Linked DNA regions of Sus scrofa: region 2 is linked to region 1. A link is a contact called in public HiChIP or PLAC-seq data. All regions are on one chromosome and are shown on one strand. Each heading gives the region's core, a stretch centred on a gene start, on an enhancer-like site or on the middle of the called end of the contact. The rest is flanking DNA. Distances are from core to core; before and after follow the strand shown. Region 1 has its middle 49 kb from the start of SMNDC1. Region 2 has its middle 23 kb from the start of SMC3.

Region 1 (3,337 bases), core at 429-2,928:
AGTCGATCAGCAAGTGATGATGGAACCCAGACCTTGTTCACACAGAGTTTCACATCTAGTGGGGGGACATGGAGCTGAAACAAACACAGAACTGTAACAGACACTGTGCTCTGAAGGGAAAGAGCCAGGTGTCCAGAGGGGCGGTACCAGGAGACCTCAGTTCGTCAGGGGCTCAGAGGAAGTGTTGAGGCAGCTGTGCTATTTTGTGGCGGGTGGGCTGAGGCTGGGATGTGGCAAGCAAGCTATGCAGGCAGAAAAAAAACCATACCTGCCAGAAGAAAGCACACAGCTTAGGCCAGCCACCACCCAACCTGGGTACAAGGGGAGTCTTGGCATGAGAAGCAAACCACGGGCTCAGACAGGCCCCCAGCTTCCCCAGGGCTCAGGTCTCCAAGTACCAAACTGGGCAGCCCCAGGTTTTGTTAGGATATTTGCATGTCGTTTGCTTGCTCTTTCTCAACTTTATATTTTTCATTGCATTTAAACCCAGACCCTGCAATCTCTTTCTGTCTGTGTTTCTGTGTTCATATTTCAATGCCATCATTTCTGCTCTCCCTGAATTGTACTAGGCAAAAATAAATGTCTAGGAAAGAAGCCAGAAGACAGGAGAAAGACCCTCTGAGGGGCCCTAACTTGGAGTTTCCTTCCCTGGAGACCTTACTTCATGTCCAGTGCCAAAGGGGCAGTTCTGACTCTGCTCCCAGCTGGCTGTGTGACCTTGAGCAAGTCACCCACCCCTCTGGGTATTTGCTGCCTCATCTACGAAATGAATGGATCACATTATTTCATGGGTGCCTTACCTGGGATCCACAGGTAGGCTCTAAGTGGATCCAAGGATCTCTGGAATTATATGTAAAATCCAGTGGACATGAGTGTTGTGCATTTTTCTAGGGAGGATCCATAGCTCTCATTCAACTCTCAGAAAGGACCAGGATCCCAAAAGGATCGAGAACACCTGCCCTGTGAGATTCTGTGCACCCACAGCTTTCATGATTGTTAGGTTGTCAACTCATGTTGCATTAGAGGTGCACTTACTATAAAGCCCATGAGACATAAACATCCAGGGCCCTGCAAGAGCAGGGGATGCTAGGAGTGTTCTGGGCAGGGAGTAAGTCAGTTACAAACAGGACATGTTTCTGCGCGTGCATTTCTGACAAACTGCCTAAAAGGATTACTGAAGATATAGATCGAATCTGCAGGGTGTCAGCAATGTGCTGAGATTACCACCCCCACCCCCACCTCCCATCTAAATAAATATTTGCTTGGTATTTAACGTTGTTTTCATAGTTTTGCATTCTTTTTATGAATGAGTGCCCCCAAATTGTAAGTCTTTGGGCACCACACCCCCTGGATTCGCTCCTGGGTCTAGAATGTAACCAAAGCTGAGATGACCTAAGGACACAAACATTGGACAAGCTGGTGGCGGTCAGACACCCAGGGTGGTGATGGGGATCCCACATTCAGGTGCCAGCTCTCCTCAGCTTAGCCACCCCGGTTTCTGCTTCCTTCCCTTCCCTTCCCTTTCTCCTTTAAGGTGGATTCCAGGGAGTAGGTCGGAAATGACCTGAACTAGGGACAATGGCCGGGTATTCTTGACGTGGGAGTGGTGAGTGGTGTCTGCTGTGACTCAACCCCATACAGGCCCAGGGACGACACCTCCTTCAGAGTAGCCGCTGTGTTTCGTTTCAGGCAGCCCAGCTGTGTTCTGCATGACCGAATTGGACACCTCTCACTTCCTCTGCGAACGGAACTTGGTGTTTAGATGACGTGCAGGCAAGTCGGTTGTGTAAAATAGCACATCTCTACCTCGGTCCCCCGCCCCAACCCCCAGGCCTAAAAAAAGACAAGAAACAGCAAAATGCAACACCTGAAAGGAACTGGGCTTCCAGCAAGCACAAACTTTCGTAAGAGCCACAAGCACTGCCTGCAGGACTGGAGAGTGGCCTTGGTCACTCCTGAGACCTGCTCAAATCTCAGGTCAATGCATTCTTGGGTGTGGGACCCAGGCCAGAAGGAGGGTCCCAGCAATTGCAATAACCCTGTCATCAACTTGCCCAGCAAAGAGCACTTGCTCTGAGCCCCTGGGTCCTCATCCTCACAGGGACAGTGACTTGCGTCTTTGTGAGGCATAACTGGTGGCCCAGGTGGTGTCCAGTTCCCAGCAGGCACCTTGGGGGGTGGGAGGGGCAAAAAGAGCTGGCCTTGCCGGAGGGTCGAGCTGCTAAGGCACCGTCCTCCATGGAAGACCCTCCAGCCCACACTGCTTCCCACCCCAAACGCAGGGCAGTCCACAGTCCAAGCTTCAGGCCATCAAACCCTCCAAGTTAGAGGGAAGCCCGGTCTCCATGTGGACAGAAGTCCCAACTTTATAAGACGCACAAGAAGACAGATGTTTGATCTCTGCACCTGCCACTTCCTTCCTGCTCACAGGCTCAGTGGCTAGACCGTGACACATCGATGAACAAATCCTCCAGGAATGATGCGCCTTGGAAGTTCTTGGCTGAGTGAAAATAAGCAAATACGTGGAAATATCTCCAAGTCATGTGAGGCTGCGTTGGTCTGTGGCAGCCGAGAACAATTTCTGCCAGGTGGGCTGCATTCATGCCACAAGGGCCGGACTCCCCTCCCACAGGTCTGCTGGGCTGAAGACAGTGGGAGATAAACAGGCAGAGGGCACCGTGGGAAAAGTCGGAGGCTCACAGCCCGAGAACTGGGGCATCACTGCCATTTGCTGGGCCTTCTTTTCCCGTCTGGGGGTGACTCTAGCCCCCACCTCGGAGAGATGGTGGGAGGATTATAAATGACCACAATTTAGCATGGTTTCTGGCACGCACTGGGTGCTCAGTGCGTATTCATGCCCCCCTTCCATCTTTCTGAGCCCCTTCCCCTTCTTCCCACTGCTCTGTCTCCCTGACGACGGTGGTCACCTGTGGGACCCGCCAGCCTTTCTGGCCCCACTCGCTCTCATCACCTTCTTCAGCAGCTGCAGAGGCCTGTGGGTCCTCTCACCTTTGCATCTTGCTTTCCTGTTTCTTCCCCAAACACCCTGCTGTGGCAGGTCTCTTGTCTGGTCTGGACGCCCGCATGCCTTAGGCTGGTTCTGTGCTCCGAGGCCGGATGCTGTTCTGCCAACTCATGGACTTTGCTTTGTTTATGCACCTGCCCTCCTTCCCTTGCCGAGGAAGCTCCCCTAGGGTCCTTCCCCGGAATGGGGTCAGTTCCACAACAGGCACCCCTAAGAGTCCCCAGTGAAGGATTCAGCCTCTGCCCACCTGCCCATCACAACATGGAGGCTCCAGGAACTGACATCTTCCCAGGAAAGGCCAAGAGTCAGAAA
Region 2 (3,119 bases), core at 447-2,946, 160 kb after region 1:
GGTCACAGGCTTGGTTTCAGATCTGGTGTTGCTATGGCTGTGGTATAGGCTGGGAGCTACAGCTCTGATTCAACCCCTAGCCTACTGCAAATGCAGCCCTAAAAACAAACACACAAACGAATAAAGCAAACCTATACACATCATATTCAAACTGCTAAGAGCAAAAGATCTGAAAAATACAGAGCACCTACTGAGTGCTAGGTGCAAGTTTAAGCACTGAAATAAAATAATGAACAAGATAGTTTTAGTCCTACTTCTAGCCAATACATTTTTTAATACATTGTTTTATTTTTTGCTTTTTTAAGGGCCACACTTTCAGCATATGGAAGTTCCCAGGCTAGGGGTCCATTCAGAGCCAAAATCACAGCAACACGGATCCAGGTCACATCTGCAACCTACACCACAGCTCACGGCAATGCCAGATCCTTAACCCACTGAGCAAGGCCAGGGATAGAACCCAAATTCTCATGGATCCCAGTCGGGTTCACTACCTGAACCATAATGGGAACTCCTAGCCAATACATTTTTTAAACCAAAAAAATACTTTGTTTTTGGTTTTGTTGAAGTGTAGTTGATTTACAATGTTGTGTTAGTTCTGATGTACAACAAACTGATTCAGTTTTATGTATATATGTTATGTGTATATATTTCCATTCACGTTGCTGCAAATGGCACTATTCCCTTTTCTCCACTCCCTCTCCAACATTTATGTTTTTATTTATTTTTTAACTAAAGTTTATGCTTTATTCAGATTTCCTTAATTTTAACCTAATATCTTTTTTCTTTTTTTTTCTTTTTTTAACCATTTTAAAATTGAGGAAGGAGTTCCCCTTGTGGCACAGCGGAAACGAATCTGATTAGAAACCATGAGGTGGGTTCAACCTTGACCTTGCTCAGTGAGTTAAGGATCCTTGGCCTTGCCGTGAGCTATGGTGTAGGTTGCAGACACGGCTCAGATCTGGCATTGCTGAGGCTGTGGCGTATGCCAGCAGCACAGCTCCAATTAGACCCATAACCTGGGAACCTCCATATGCCATGAGTGTGGCCCTAAAAAGACAAAAATAAAATAAAAATAAAACGGATTTTCAGACTAAGATTTCCACCTCTGAGAGTCTCTGGTTATAGCGAATACAAAATAATAACAGCTCTTATTACAAACCTACCTTATACCAATCTCTTTTCTAAGTGGTAAACATAACATCTCATTTATTTTCACAACAAAGCTGTTAGTGGATTCCACTATCATTCCCATCATAGTAAGGAAATCAAGGCATGGAAAAGTAAAATAACTATCCAAGTGGTAGCCCTAGTAAATAGAATCTCCAGCTCCAGGAAGGCAGAGAGATGCTGCCTCCTCGGAGCTGCCCCCTCTACAGAGAAGCATCTTCCCATATGGCTGGGATCCGTGTTGGCCATGGCTCCATGGAGACACCAGTGCTTCAGGAGCCTGCTCTCCTTCCTGGTTTCACTGCCCAGTTTCTGTGGCACCACCAGCCCATAACTTAAACATTCCCCCCGCCCACCCAGGCCCCCACCTCAGTACAGTGACTTTCCCCCAAAGCTGTGTCACTCTCAACAGATGACACTCAGGAAAAAAGTTCTGTGGTTGAATCACAGTGACCACTTCCTGTATCATTCAGGGTCCCCTGTGCTCCAGAGCCCTCACTCTGCCATGCCCTGTTTAGTAATGAGCCATGATATGTATGACCCCTGGGCTGCCAGGGAGGCTTAGTCACCCCTTCCTTTGCCCTCATCCTACCAGGCTAAGAGGCACCAGCTTTCAACCTCAGCCCCGTCCAACAACCCTGCTAAGGAGAGCCTGGTGGGAGACCCTGGTTGTCCTGGGACTGGGTAAGGAGACAAAAGGATGACGATCCCAACCCCCCTAGACTGGTGATGTAAGGCTGATGGGGACAGGTAGGCGGATGTTCAAGCCTCAGCCGTGAAGTAAGGAGTAGTCACTGACCTTGTGGGCGCCTCGCGGGCACCCACTCAGAAGAGACTGCCATCTCCAAACATAGGAGTCAGGGCTCTGAGTGGAAAGACAAACACAGATGGGGTTGTGTGACTTGGGGGAAACCCCAGCTCTCTCCCAGTTGCTCAGAAAGGGCTTCCTGGAGGTTGACAAACTTCAGCGAACGTTGAATGTGAGAGCAGGAGTCATCAGCTACTTGCAGGGCTGTCTGGAGGGGGACGCTTCCTCTGGGTAAACGCAAAGAGCAGAATCTAGAAACATTGTTTACCACCTGTAGAATCTTAAACCTCTAGAGATGCTATTTCTTGCCCACCCTCCCCCAATGGGTAACCCAACATAAAACACTCTAATTTCTAAAAACAAAGGTAAGGAAGTCCAATCAAGTCTGATTTTTCTTATGATATGACCACACTTTGATGCTTTCTTTCCTTGTCTTTTTTAATAGTATCAAATATCAATATCCTTTGAATTTTTTTTTTTTATGGCTTCAGATGCCTCCACTTTGCTGATCTCATCAGCCTTGTTTGGTTGGCCTGTTGGACGATCTTGCACTGGGAACAGAGGATGGGTGTCCCTGAGTCACATGTCTTGTCTAATATGGGGAGATATTTCTAGCCATTGTGTTATGTGACCACTGAGTGGGCTGCCCCGGGAAGAAGTGCCTGGTCCTTGGTGTGTTCCCAACCCTACCGAGGTCAGAAGTTTCCATGATGAGGATGGGATGTGTGGGAGGGGGAGTCTGAGAGTCACCTTCTAAAGTCCCTTCCGGTTCAGGGATGCTAGGCTGGGAATTCTCAGCACTTCGAAAGGAAAATGTTCATGAGGCCTGTTCCGCACTAGAGCCTCTTGGGTCCTGATGGGAACTTTGAGGAGAAGAATTTCCCTTTGCACAGGGAAGGCCTTGGCTGGAGGCTTTGCGACAACCAGCCACTGCCACAAGATGGCGCCAGTGGTGACCAGGTGGGACTAAGGGGTGTCTGGGCCACCAATCCAAGTAGCCTCTGCTTTATAAGAGCTCCCTGAAGGTCACAACTGCCTTATGGTCCTTGTATGCCTGGTACTGGTCCCCAGTTAAATTAAGTGAATGAATAGTGTTAGGAGAAATGAGAAAGCATTATTTTTTAAGGCAGTACACAAATGCACA

What was found. HiChIP or PLAC-seq counts read pairs in DNA pulled down with a chosen protein or histone mark.
Region 2: an H3K27ac HiChIP or PLAC-seq map of alveolar macrophages shows a contact between it and region 1, with 5 times the contacts expected there. The contact joins two enhancer-like sites. A contact is called at or near these places in 1 of 47 Hi-C or Micro-C datasets (embryonic fibroblasts) and 1 of 2 datasets of contacts at active chromatin or transcription factors (alveolar macrophages).

Annotation. Positions count from the first base shown.
Region 1 is chr14:120,787,108-120,790,444 of Sscrofa11.1, forward strand. No RefSeq gene overlaps it. Among named protein-coding and RNA genes, the nearest start is that of SMNDC1, 49 kb to the left of the region's middle. Within about 2 kb of position 1,679, at least 17 of the 83 cell types and tissues checked have an H3K27ac peak or open chromatin away from gene starts, as enhancers often do. A contact at or near this core is called in alveolar macrophages, where this site is marked.
Region 2 is chr14:120,944,720-120,947,838 of Sscrofa11.1, forward strand. No RefSeq gene overlaps it. Among named protein-coding and RNA genes, the nearest start is that of SMC3, 23 kb to the right of the region's middle. Within about 2 kb of position 1,697, at least 11 of the 83 cell types and tissues checked have an H3K27ac peak or open chromatin away from gene starts, as enhancers often do. A contact at or near this core is called in alveolar macrophages, where this site is marked.